Regions from separate parts of the Anas platyrhynchos genome. Here region 2 is linked to region 1. The links are chromatin contacts, called in public Hi-C maps. All regions are on one chromosome and are shown on one strand. The core of a region is the stretch at or near the end of the contact, and the rest is flanking DNA. Distances in the headings are between cores, read along the strand shown. Region 1 holds the start of DHX58 (DExH-box helicase 58). Region 2 holds the start of PDK2 (pyruvate dehydrogenase kinase 2).

Region 1 (5,313 bases), core at 1,214-3,713:
CCATTGCGGAACTGCCTGATCACGTCCTGCTGCTCGTTCTGCGGGGACAAAGGGGGAAATGCTCCTGGAGCAGGGGCCGTGAGCCGGTTCTGAGCCCCCTGTGGCACCCCCAAAATGAGCCGGACCCCATCCAGCACCTTCCTATCCTCAGGGCTGCAGCAAGGCTCCCACCCCAGAGCAGTAGCACGGTGGGTTTGGGCACATCCCAATCCCCTCACCTGCGTCATGTGCCTGGTCTGGTTGCTGTAGCCGGCCCCGGTGAGGACAGCCGCCCTGATGTGCTGCCCGCTCAGCGTGGCCGCATCCTGCAGCCAGCTGAACAGGCTGTGGGCGCTCTGCCGGGTCTTGGTGAAGACGATGCCCCGAGAAGAGCCCTGGGGCTGGAAGTTCTCCCGCAGGATCTCCTCCAGCTTGCTCAGCCGAGGGTTCTCGTAGCGCTGGCACCCAGCGAGCGCCAGCAGGCTCGCCCTATTCTCTGCGCATGCAAACGGGGTGTGAGGGGTGCTCCGTGCCCCCCAAACCAGCCCGCGCCCACCCTGCTGCACCCCCCCGGGGGCCCTTCTTCTTATACCCTCAAAGGTGGTGGCCAGGAAGCGCTCGGTGGGGTCCTTCATGTCCCTCTCCATGGCGTAGAATTGCTGCAGGTGCTGGAAGGCGTCGACCATGCGCACCGCGTCGTTGATCAGCAAGGCGTCGTTGTACTTGCGCAGGTGCAGCGCGCACGCCCGCGTCTTGCGGCAAAACCTCTCGGCCGCTGGTGAGGGAACGGGGACCAGGGTGGTGACACCCGGCCCCCGCCAGCCCCGTGCCCCCCTGGCGCTCCCCCTGCCGCCGCCTCCTCACCTCTCTTCTCCAGCTCCACCACCTGCTGCTCGTAGGTCTGCGTGCCGAAGTCCTGCGGCAGCCCCGCATTCCCCATGTGCTGCTGGATCTGGGCCATGATCTTCTTCAGCCGCTGGCCGAAGGGGTCCTGGGAGTGGAGAGGGGCTCAGGGGGCTGGGGGCATTGCTCTGGGGGTGCAGCCGGGAGGGTTGGGGTTAGGGGTGGTTCGCGTGGCAGGACCAGGATGGTGATGGGATCCCCTGCACTAGTTTGCTGATTCCTTCAATCAGCCCGAGTTGGGTGGAGAGGGGGACTCCAGGAGCCCCCCAGGCATCCAAGGAGGACCCCCCCCCCCCAGCTCAGCAGGGCCTGGGGGCAATGCTGTGGGCTCAACCTGCCGCCCTCACCCATGCTCTCTCCTGGCACAGGTCGTACTGCTTCCTGGGCTGGGGCACTTGTCTCTGCAGGTTCTGCATGTGCTCCTGCGCCGACGTGATCACCTCGGTGTCCAGGTTGGCACAAATCTAAAAGGGGAGAGCCCCAAAACCCAACCCTGAGCCCCAGCAGCCCAGCACGGCGCCGGGTGCTCGCTGGCACCCAGCACCACCACCACGCACCCCTCTGAACCCCACCAAACCCCACCGAACCCCAGGCTGGGGGCGCAGCGCCCACCTGCAGGATGTGCTCCACGGCCCCCTCGAAGGACGTTTTCCCCCCGGTGCCAGGGGACGCCGTCAGGCCCAGGATCTGCGGCAGGTCCTGCTGCCCGCTGAGCTTGCGCTGGAGGTAATTCAGCATGATCTTGTTGTAGACGGCCTCCTTGTGCGTGTGGTGGCACTCGTCAATCACCAACAGGGAGAAATCTGCACCGGGGAGAGGGAGGAGAGCGGGGTGAGCAGCGCAGGACGTGCCGGGGGGGGGGTCCCAGTAGTGTGGAGGTCCCAGCCATGGTGAGATGTCCCAGCCAGGGGAGTGTCCCAGCCTTGGGGGGGTCCCAGCCATGGGGGTCCCGTGCCCACCCGTCAGCTCCACGCGCGTGTCCTCCTCCCGGCTCAGCAGGGCGTTGTGCAGGATCTGGGCCGTGCAGATAACGACGTCGCTGCGCTTCACCACCTGGCTGAAGAAGCACTTGTGGCTGCTGTCCCCGCTGATGGCCGTCACCCTGAAGGTGCCCTGCAGGACGTGGAACTCCTCCTTGGCGTGCTGCTCCACCAGGTGCACCTACACACACCCCGACCCCGTCAGCTCCAAGCCGGGACCACCGGTGCTTTACCCTCCCACCCCGTTATCTCCAAGGGTGGTGGGGACAGGGACCCTGTGGCCACCTTGTTGACCAGCACGGCCACCCTGCCATCCCGGCGGCTCTCCAGGTGCTTCCAGCAGACGTGGACGGCGGCACGGGTCTTGCCAGCCCCCGTGGGCAGCCAGATGATGCTGTTGCGGCCACGCAAGGCTGGGGCCACGGCTTCGTGCTGGTACCCGCGCAGCTCCATGGGTGACACCGGTAGGAAATGAAACCTCTAGGGAGATGCCTCTTGGTCGCGATGTCGGGCTGGGACGCACGGCTGAGTGGGTTTGGGGTGAAGGGAGCCGAGCCAAACCAAGTTTTGCTGCGCCAAGCTGCCGGCTCGCCCCGATTCCCAATCCCCGTCCCCGCCCCAATCGGGAACAGAAACCGAAAGCAGGAGGAGCTGCTGCAGACGCAGCTTTTCCCTGCTCCCAGCCACGCCTCCCAGTTCAGCCCAGTGCACCCCCACCCATCTATCTCCACCCCCCCAGTTCAAACCAGTGCCCCCCCAGCCCCTTCACACCCCCCACTTGAGCCTGGTGCACCCCCAGCCCCCTGCACCCTCCCCTTCCCCCTGTGCACCTCCCACCCCCGTGCACCAAAATCCACATCCACGCCCCCCCAGTTCATCCCAGTGCCCACCCAGTTCATCCCAGTGCCCCCCCATCACAGCACCCAGCGGCCCTGGAGCTCTCCCCCCCCCACCTCCTCCTCTGAGGTTTGGGGGGGGCTCAGTGCAGGGCCAGACACAAGGGGGCAGCTGGGTGTGCACAAGTACATTTATTAAAAAAAATAAACAAACAAAAAAACACAACAACAACCCAAATAAAAAAAAAAAGTCACATGGAATGGGTGGACAGGAAGGGCTGGACAGGGTCTGGTCCCCCCCCAGCAAGGCCAGTAAGGCCCCAGAGTGGGACCAGCACCCCCCCCCATGAAGGACAGCCACGGGCAATAAGGCAGCAGGCGACCAAAGCAGGGGATAAATTAATGCTACGCCCCAGCCCTGCTCCCAGGGGGCAAATGGGGACAAGGAGGGGGGGCGAGGAAGGGATGCGAGCAAGAGCCAGCCCCCCAGCCCCGTGCTGAAGCTGGCTCAGAGCCGGGGCAGAGCAAGGGGGAGCAGGAACCAGGATGGGACCCCCCCGAGTGTCCCCAGCAAGGGGAGGGGGAGATGGTGCAGAGCCCCTGCCCCAAGGGAAGAGCTGATGGAGAGGCAGCAGGAGCAGGGACCCCCCCTCCCCGAGCCCAGGAGCGGGGTCTCTGCCCCACAGAGGGCTGGGGGGGGGGTCCTGCCATACATTCAAGAGGGGCAGGCGCTGCCTGTGCGTGGACGGGAGCAGGAAGCAAAGTCCCTGCAGAAACCCAAAGCATTGGGGGGGGGCCCTGCCCTGGCATCAGGACGCAGAGGGGGGGGGGCCCTGCCCTGGCACTGAGACACAGGAGGCAGAAGGCACAGCCCCAGGGGGGAGGCAGCAAGGCAGCTCTGCTCCGACCCCCCCCAGCCCCTCAACATTCCCCCAGGAGTAGGGGGGCTGCCAGGACAGGGATAAACCCCGGACCCCCCCAGAGGGAGCACACTGAACCCCCCCAGGCTGTTCAGCAGCAGCAAACCCTGCTCAGAGGGCTCAGAGGCGGGGGGGTCCCTCTCTCCTCTCCTTGGGGAGAGGGCACCCCTGCCCCTCCCCAGCTGCAGGCAAGGACCTGGGGGGGAGATCTGGCGGCCCCAGGAGTCCAGGCCCACCCCCCCTACTTGTCGATGAGCCCCCCCTCCTTGAGCTTGAAGTAGAAGAACTTCTCCAGGGTGTTGGCACACTTGCAGTAGTCGCTGTCGGGGGGGTTGTACTCGCGGCAGTTGGTGATGATGCGCTGCAGGTCGGCGATGAACAGCTTCTTGGTGACGTAGTAGCGGTTCTTCAGGCGCTCCGTCATCGTCTTCAGGTCTGGGGGAAAGGGTCAGGACCCCCCCCAGCACACCCCCGTGCCCCCCACCCAGTGGGATCCCAAGCCAGACACACGCAGGGGTCCCCAAGGGGTCCCCAAGAGGTCCCCAAGGGGTCCCTCTCTCTTCTACCTCACTCCATGGACATCCCAGCACCCCAACAGCAACCCCCCCTCCCCACCATGCCCCCCCCATGCTTGGGATCACTGCAGCCCCCCCCGGACCCCTGGCACCCACCGATGGGGAAGCGGATGATTTCGTAGTAGTCCGGCGCCTCCGACTTCTTCACCGGCTCCATGAAGGGCCACGCGCTGGGGTGGGTCTGGGGAGGGGGCAGAGGTTACCACGAAGGGGGCAGCACCCCCTTGCCCCAGCACCCAGGGGTCCTGCTCCCCAAAATAACCCATCCACAACCCAAGCAGAGCTGGGGAGCCGTGCTGGGCTCACCCCCTGCCTTCCCCCCCCCCCCCCCAAGGGGACGGGGATGGGGTGAAGGGCGCCGCAGCGCGCCCCCGCTGCCCACCTTGATCTGGGCCAGGAGGTTTTTGAGGGTGTTGTAGAGCTGGTCCGGGTCCTTCAGCTCTTTGCTGCAGGACAGAGCAGGGCCATCAGCACAGAGCAGGGCCCATGAGCACAGAGCCCATCAGCCTGGGGGGGCTGCAGGGGGCACGAACCAGGAGCCCCCCCTGGCACCGCTGGTCCCGGCACCACTCACCCTTTCTCCTTCCCTAGAGGTTTCCAGCCCGTTTCTCCTGGAAGAACAAGGCTCAGCATCACCCCAAAGCCCTGCCCTCAGCCATCTGAGGTCAGGATGAGGCCCTGCCGCCCCCCCCCCCCCCGAGGACCCTCCATCCACTGGACTCACGGATGCCGGGGACGCTCTCGATGGGGATCTGCCGCACGCCCTCCTTGAAGCAGGTGAGCCCCGGGTACACCTTGCGGATCTGCGCCTGCTTCCTCTCGATCAGCTTCTTGATGATCTGCAGTGGGAAATTGGGGGAGAAGAGACATCAGCGGGCACCGCAGGATGCTCCAGGACCCCCCCCGACAGATCCAAGGAACGAGGCTGCGCCCTCCTCCTGCCCAGGGCCAGCCCCTGGAAGCCCTAAAGAAATCCCCAAAGTGACCCTTTTGCTGCCCTGCAAACCCATTTCCAGGGAAGATGCCACCCCAAAAGGGGAGGTGATGGGGTTATTCAAGGGATGGCTCCCACCCACCCCCCCTTGTGGTCCCCATCACCGCCCTCTTGGGGTCCCCATCC
Region 2 (5,313 bases), core at 1,178-3,677, 150 kb after region 1:
CCCGCAGGTGGTGACGACACCGCAGGCTCTTGGCAAACGCTTCCTGCCCTGGTGGGAACCGCTGCGGCCACCCGGGGGGGTGCCAGCCGAGGGGTCCCCCCCGCCCCGTGCCGCTCCAGCAGCCCCACAGCCCCCCAGGCTGGCTCGCAGCCCTTCCACCCACAGGGCTGGGGCTGAGCAAAGCATCTGGGAGGGTGCAGGGGGGGCAGCACGCACAGGATGCCGGGCGCTTTGCTGCCCCTTTGCAGGACAAACCCCCCCAGCCCCAAATCCTGGGCACCCAGAGCAGGTGCAGGGAGAGCCCCGGGGCTGCACCTCGGCCCCTTCCTGCTCCCAGCTGAGCCCCGAGCCCAGCTCCTGACAGTCCGGGCTGCCAGGACCCTGCAGCATCCCCGGGGTACCTGAGACCCCGGCACCCTGCTGCGTCCCCCCTGCACCCCTGCTGCAATGCTGCTGTGTCCCCCCCTGCACCCTGCTGCGTCTAAGCCCCCTGCAGCATCCCCCCTGAGACGAATTTAAAATAGGGCCCCATGAAATGCATACAGAGCCCCTTTCGTCCATCAAAAAGTGCCCCCAAAGGAAGGCTTTTGGTACAACCCTAATCCTAACCCTAAGCCTAAACCTAAACCCAAATCCTAACACTAACCCTAACAATAAGACTAACCCTAACCTAACCCTAACCCCAACCCTAATGACCCTAACCCTAACCCAAACCTTAGAACCTAACCCTAACAATAAGACTAACCCTAACCCCAACCCTAACCCTAACCCTAATGACCCTAACCCTAACCCAAACCTTAGAACCTAACCCTAACCCTAAACCCTAACCCCAACCCTAAACCCAAACCCTAACCCCAACCCTAACCCTAACCCTAAACCCGGCTTCTTCTCCCTTTCCAAACAACCCTAAATGTAACTGTAACCAGAACACTGAGCCAAGCCCTAAGTAGGACCCTAGAAAACACGTATGGCTTCACTTTCTTCCATCAAAAAATGCTCCCAACGGAAACCTTTGGGTACACCTGAACTCCCTTTGGGAGCCTTTATTGACCCCACAGGACAGAGGGCTCTGTGCCTTCTCTCTTTCCAAAGAGCCCTAAACATATGCCATGTTTATGCCAAAACCCTAAGTGGGACCCTAGACAATTCGTAGGGCACCACTTTTGCCCATCAAAAATGCTCCCAAAGGAAGCCTTTGGGTACACCTTGTGGTGTAATTGGGTACTGGAAGTAGGACCGGAGCACACCCCCAGCCCAAATGCTGCCCGCCCCCAGGGCGGAGCCCCGTCTCCCTGAGATACGCTTGGCTGGAGTCACTGCGGCTGCTCCTAAAAGATGTATGAGATAAAATTTAATATAAAATTTAATATAATATATAATATAACATAATATAGAATAGAATATAAATTGGCTCAAGAGAGACGGGATGGTAGGGAAGATCCCATCGGCATCCCATCCCATCCCCCTTGGTTGGGGTTATTGGGGGGGCTCCCCTCGGCTGGTGTTATTGGGGGGGGCTCCCTTCGGTTGGGTTTATTGGGGGGGCTCCCCTTGGTTGGAGTCATTGGGGGGTCTCCCCCTGGTTGGGGTTATTGGGGGGGGCTCCCCTTGGTTGGGGTAACTGGGGGAGGCTCCCCTTTGTTTGGGGATATTGGGGGGGGCTCCCCCTGGTTAGGATTATTAGGGGGGGCTCCCCTTTGTTGGGGTTATTGGGGGGGGCTCCTCCGGCTGGGATTATTGGAGGGGCTCCCATCGGATGGGGTTATTGAGGGGGGGCTCCCCTCGGCTGGGTTTATTGGGGGGTCTCCCCCTAGTTGGGATTATTGGGGGGCTCCCCTTGGTTGGGGTTACTGGGGGGTCTCCCCTTGGTTGGGGTTATTGGGGGGGGCTCCCCTTTGTTTGGGGTTATTGGGGGGGGCTTCTCCCGGCTGGGGTTATTGGGGGGGGGGCTCCCCTTGGTTGGGGTTATTGGGGGGGGGGCTCCCCTTTGTTTGGGGTTATTGGGGGGGGCTCCCTTGGTTGGGGTTATTGGGGGAGGCTCCCCTTTGTTTGGGGATATTGGGGGGGGCTCCCCCTCGTTGGGGTTATTGGGGGGGTTCCCCTTAGTGGGATTATTGAGGGGGGCTTCTCCCGGCTGGGGTTATGGGGAGGGGCTCCCCATGGTTGGGATTATTGGGGGGGCTCCCCTTGGTTTGGGTTATGGGGGGGGGGGAGGCTCAGAGCGCCGCCCAGACCATAGCGCTACACTCCGGCACCCAAAGGGTTAAACCCTGCCCGGCTCCGGCCGCGAAGGGGTTAAAGAGTTTGAGGGGGGCGTGGCCAGAGGGGGCGTGGCGCGCCTTAACCCCGCGGAGTGGGGCCGGCGGGCTCTGATTGGCTGAGGGCGGGCCGTGACCGGGGGGCGTGGCCAAAGGGGGCGTGGCGCGGGAACGGGGCGGGCGCGGGCGCGGGAGCTGGGGCGCGGGGGCGCGGCGGCGGCGGCGGGGCCGGGGGCCAGGGGGGGCCAGGGGGGGGCCGCGGGGGGGGCACCACCATGAGGCTGCTGCGGTGCCTGCGGAAGCGGGCGGCCCTGGCGGGGGTGCCCACCTACATCGAGCACTTCAGCAAGTTCTCGCCCTCGCCGCTCTCCATGAAGCAGTTCCTGGACTTCGGTAAATAACAACCCCCCCCCCCCCCGGCGGGTGCTGCCCCCCCCCCCATTTTGCCCCCCCCCTCGGTGTACCCCCAGACCGGGCGGTGGAGGAGACCCCCTCGGTAATAGCTGGCTCTGTTCAACCCCCCCCCCGTAACCGGTAAACAGCCGGTGTCCCGCCCCCCCCCTCCACGTAGTAACCGCCCCCCCCCCTTAGTTACCGCCCCCCCCCTTAGTTACCGCCCCCCCCCCCTTAGTTACCGACCCCTCCCCTAAATTACTGCTCCCCTCCCCTCCCGGGGAACACCCCCCTAGGGTAGGAGGTAGCCTGGCCTGGGGGGGGGGGGCTGCCCCTAAGGAGGGACCCCCCCGTAGTGTTAGGGTACGGGGAAACGCCCCCCCCGCCTCCGTTGGTAGGGTGTCCGGTTTTTATTTTGGGGGGGGGGTCCCCTGCGTGCACCCTCATCTAGGATAGTAAGACCCCCCCCCCTTGGAAAATACCCCCCAGGTAAAAAGCTGGGCTAGCAAAACGCTGTCCTGCTTCGGGGGGGGGGGCGTCCTGCCCCCTCTGACGCCCCCCCAACCCCCTTTAGTTAATCCCCCCCCCACTATTCCAGCCCTGTCCTGCCCCCCCTGGGTACATACCAGGCCCTGGGGGTCCCCCTCCCACCATCCCCAGCTCCCCAGGGGATGCCATCGCCCCCCCCCCCCCCGTGATGCTCCCCATGGTGGCCCCACCTGTCTCTGCGTCTCTGTCACCCTCCGCCCCCCCCCGCGTGGTTAATGTCAGGGCTATATTTATTTACGTCCCCCCCCCCTCTTCCTCCCCGCTGGTGGCTGCACCCTGGGGTCCCCTGATGCTGTTTTGTCCCCCCCCCCCCCCAGGTCCTCCTGGGCTTCCCCCCTTTATGCCCCCCCCTTTATCCCCAGGATGTGCCCCCCCCCCTTTTATAGCCCCCTCCATGCCCCCACCAGGCTCCGTGCCACCCCCCCTGGCTGGGGGCACGGCCACCTGGGGACCCCAGTGCCACCACTGGGCCAACCCCCCCAGGCATGGGACGAGGCGCTTCCAGCCCCAACCTGCTCCATACTGGTCATACTGGTCCATACTGGTTGCCCAGCCCTGTCCCAGTGCCCTCAACCCCTTTAGGATCCTAAAATCAGGGCCCTGCCGCGATCCCACCGGTTCCTGCTGGCGGAGGGGACGAAGCCCAAACTGGGGGGCTTGGGGGTGAGTTGGGGGGGGGGGTCCAATGGGGTTCACCCACCCCCTCTGTGCCCCCCCCCGTGCCCCCCCCAGGGTCCAGCAATGCCTGCGAGAAGACCTCCTTCGCCTTCCTGCGGCAGGAGCTGCCCGTCCGCCTGTCCAACATCATGAAGGAGATCAACCTCCTGCCCGACCGCGTCCTGCGCACCCCCTCCGTGCAGCTGGTGCAGAGCTGGTGAGCGGGGACACCCCGGGGGGGGGACGCCACCCCATTGTCACCACCCCCCCACTGCCACCCCATTGTCACCACCCCCCCACTGCTGCCGTCCAGCCCCCCCTGGGGTCATGGGGATGTCCCCTGGGTGCTAGCGTGGGTCCTGCTGCTGCCAGCATGGGTCCCACCGTTGTCACCAAGGTCCCACCGTTGTCACCATGGTCCTGCCATTGTCACCAAGGTCCTGACATTGTCACCATGGGTCCCACTGCTGTCACCAAGGTCCTGCTGTTGTCACCCTGAGGGATCCCACCACTGTCACCTGCCTGGGTGCCACCCCATGGGTCCCACTGTTGTCCCCTGTCTCCTGTCACTGTCCCCACGGGTCCTACTCTTGTCCCCATGGGTCCCAGTATTGTCCCTGAGCTCCCACCGTTGTCACCCCAGCTCCCACCACTGTCACTGACGTCCCACTGCGGTCACCCAGAGGGATCCCGGTGCCACCACCTGCCTGGGTGCCACCGTGGGTCCCACCGTTGTCACCATGGGTCCCACCACGGGTCCTGCTGTTGTCCCCGACCTCCCACCGCTGTCACCCCAGGTCCCACTACTGTCCCCAAGGGTGACCCCACCGCCACCACCTGCCTGGGTGCCCCCACTGGTCCCGCTGCCACCGCCGCTCCTGCCACCAGCTCTCGTCCCCAGCAGATCCAGAGGGTGCTGCTGGGGGGCGGGGGGGGCAGGGGGGTGGCACAGGGACGAGGACAGGGCACGGGTGGCACCCAGCCCTTTGGTGGCACGGGCTGCCGGCCAGCTTGGGGACACGTCACCTGCTGCCAGCACGGGGCCGGGGGGGGGTCCCCAGCCTTGCCACAGCCTCCTGCCCCCTGAAGGGGCCAAGCCAGCCCTGGTGGCTGGGGGGGGCACGGAGGGGTGTCCCTGGGGGTGCGGGGGACAGGCTCCGGGTGTCCCTTTAAGGGCCATGTCCCCCTGCCAGCTGGTGGCAGCTTGAACCTTCTCCCAGCGCGGCCACGTGATGGGCTGTTTGCTGGTGGCGTCCCCGTGCCAGCCCTGCGAGATTTTGGGACGGGGGGGGGGCGGGTGGCGGGATCAGTCCCAGCCCCTCTCCCAAAGCACATAAATTTGGGGGGGGGGGGGCACATCGCTGGGACCCCCACACCCACCATCTGTGTCCCCACCGTCCCCAGGGCCACCGTGCTATGGGGCAAGCACGTGTCCCCCCCCGCCCCCCCTCCTAGG

What was found. A called contact is a pair of places that touch in the nucleus more often than the background predicts.
Region 2: a contact with region 1 is called in a Hi-C map of subcutaneous adipose tissue, with 2.4 times the contacts expected there. The contact joins the promoter of PDK2 here to the promoter of DHX58 in region 1.

What each region holds. Positions count from the first base shown.
Region 1 is chr28:2,859,273-2,864,585 of IASCAAS_PekinDuck_T2T, forward strand. It overlaps DHX58 (DExH-box helicase 58), which reads right to left and starts at 2,464. Exons shown (of 12, transcript XM_038168878.2): 1 at 2,148-2,464; 2 at 1,842-2,043; 3 at 1,495-1,685; 4 at 1,230-1,346; 5 at 844-970; 6 at 572-754; 7 at 219-475; 8 at 1-38. The coding sequence starts at 2,315. KAT2A (lysine acetyltransferase 2A) reads right to left here. Exons shown (of 18, transcript XM_038168856.2): 14 at 4,918-5,032; 15 at 4,768-4,804; 16 at 4,576-4,639; 17 at 4,290-4,374; 18 at 2,876-4,053. The coding sequence ends at 3,860.
Region 2 is chr28:3,012,470-3,017,782 of IASCAAS_PekinDuck_T2T, forward strand. It overlaps PDK2 (pyruvate dehydrogenase kinase 2), which reads left to right and starts at 2,428. Exons shown (of 11, transcript XM_038168869.2): 1 at 2,428-2,651; 2 at 3,933-4,074. The coding sequence starts at 2,534.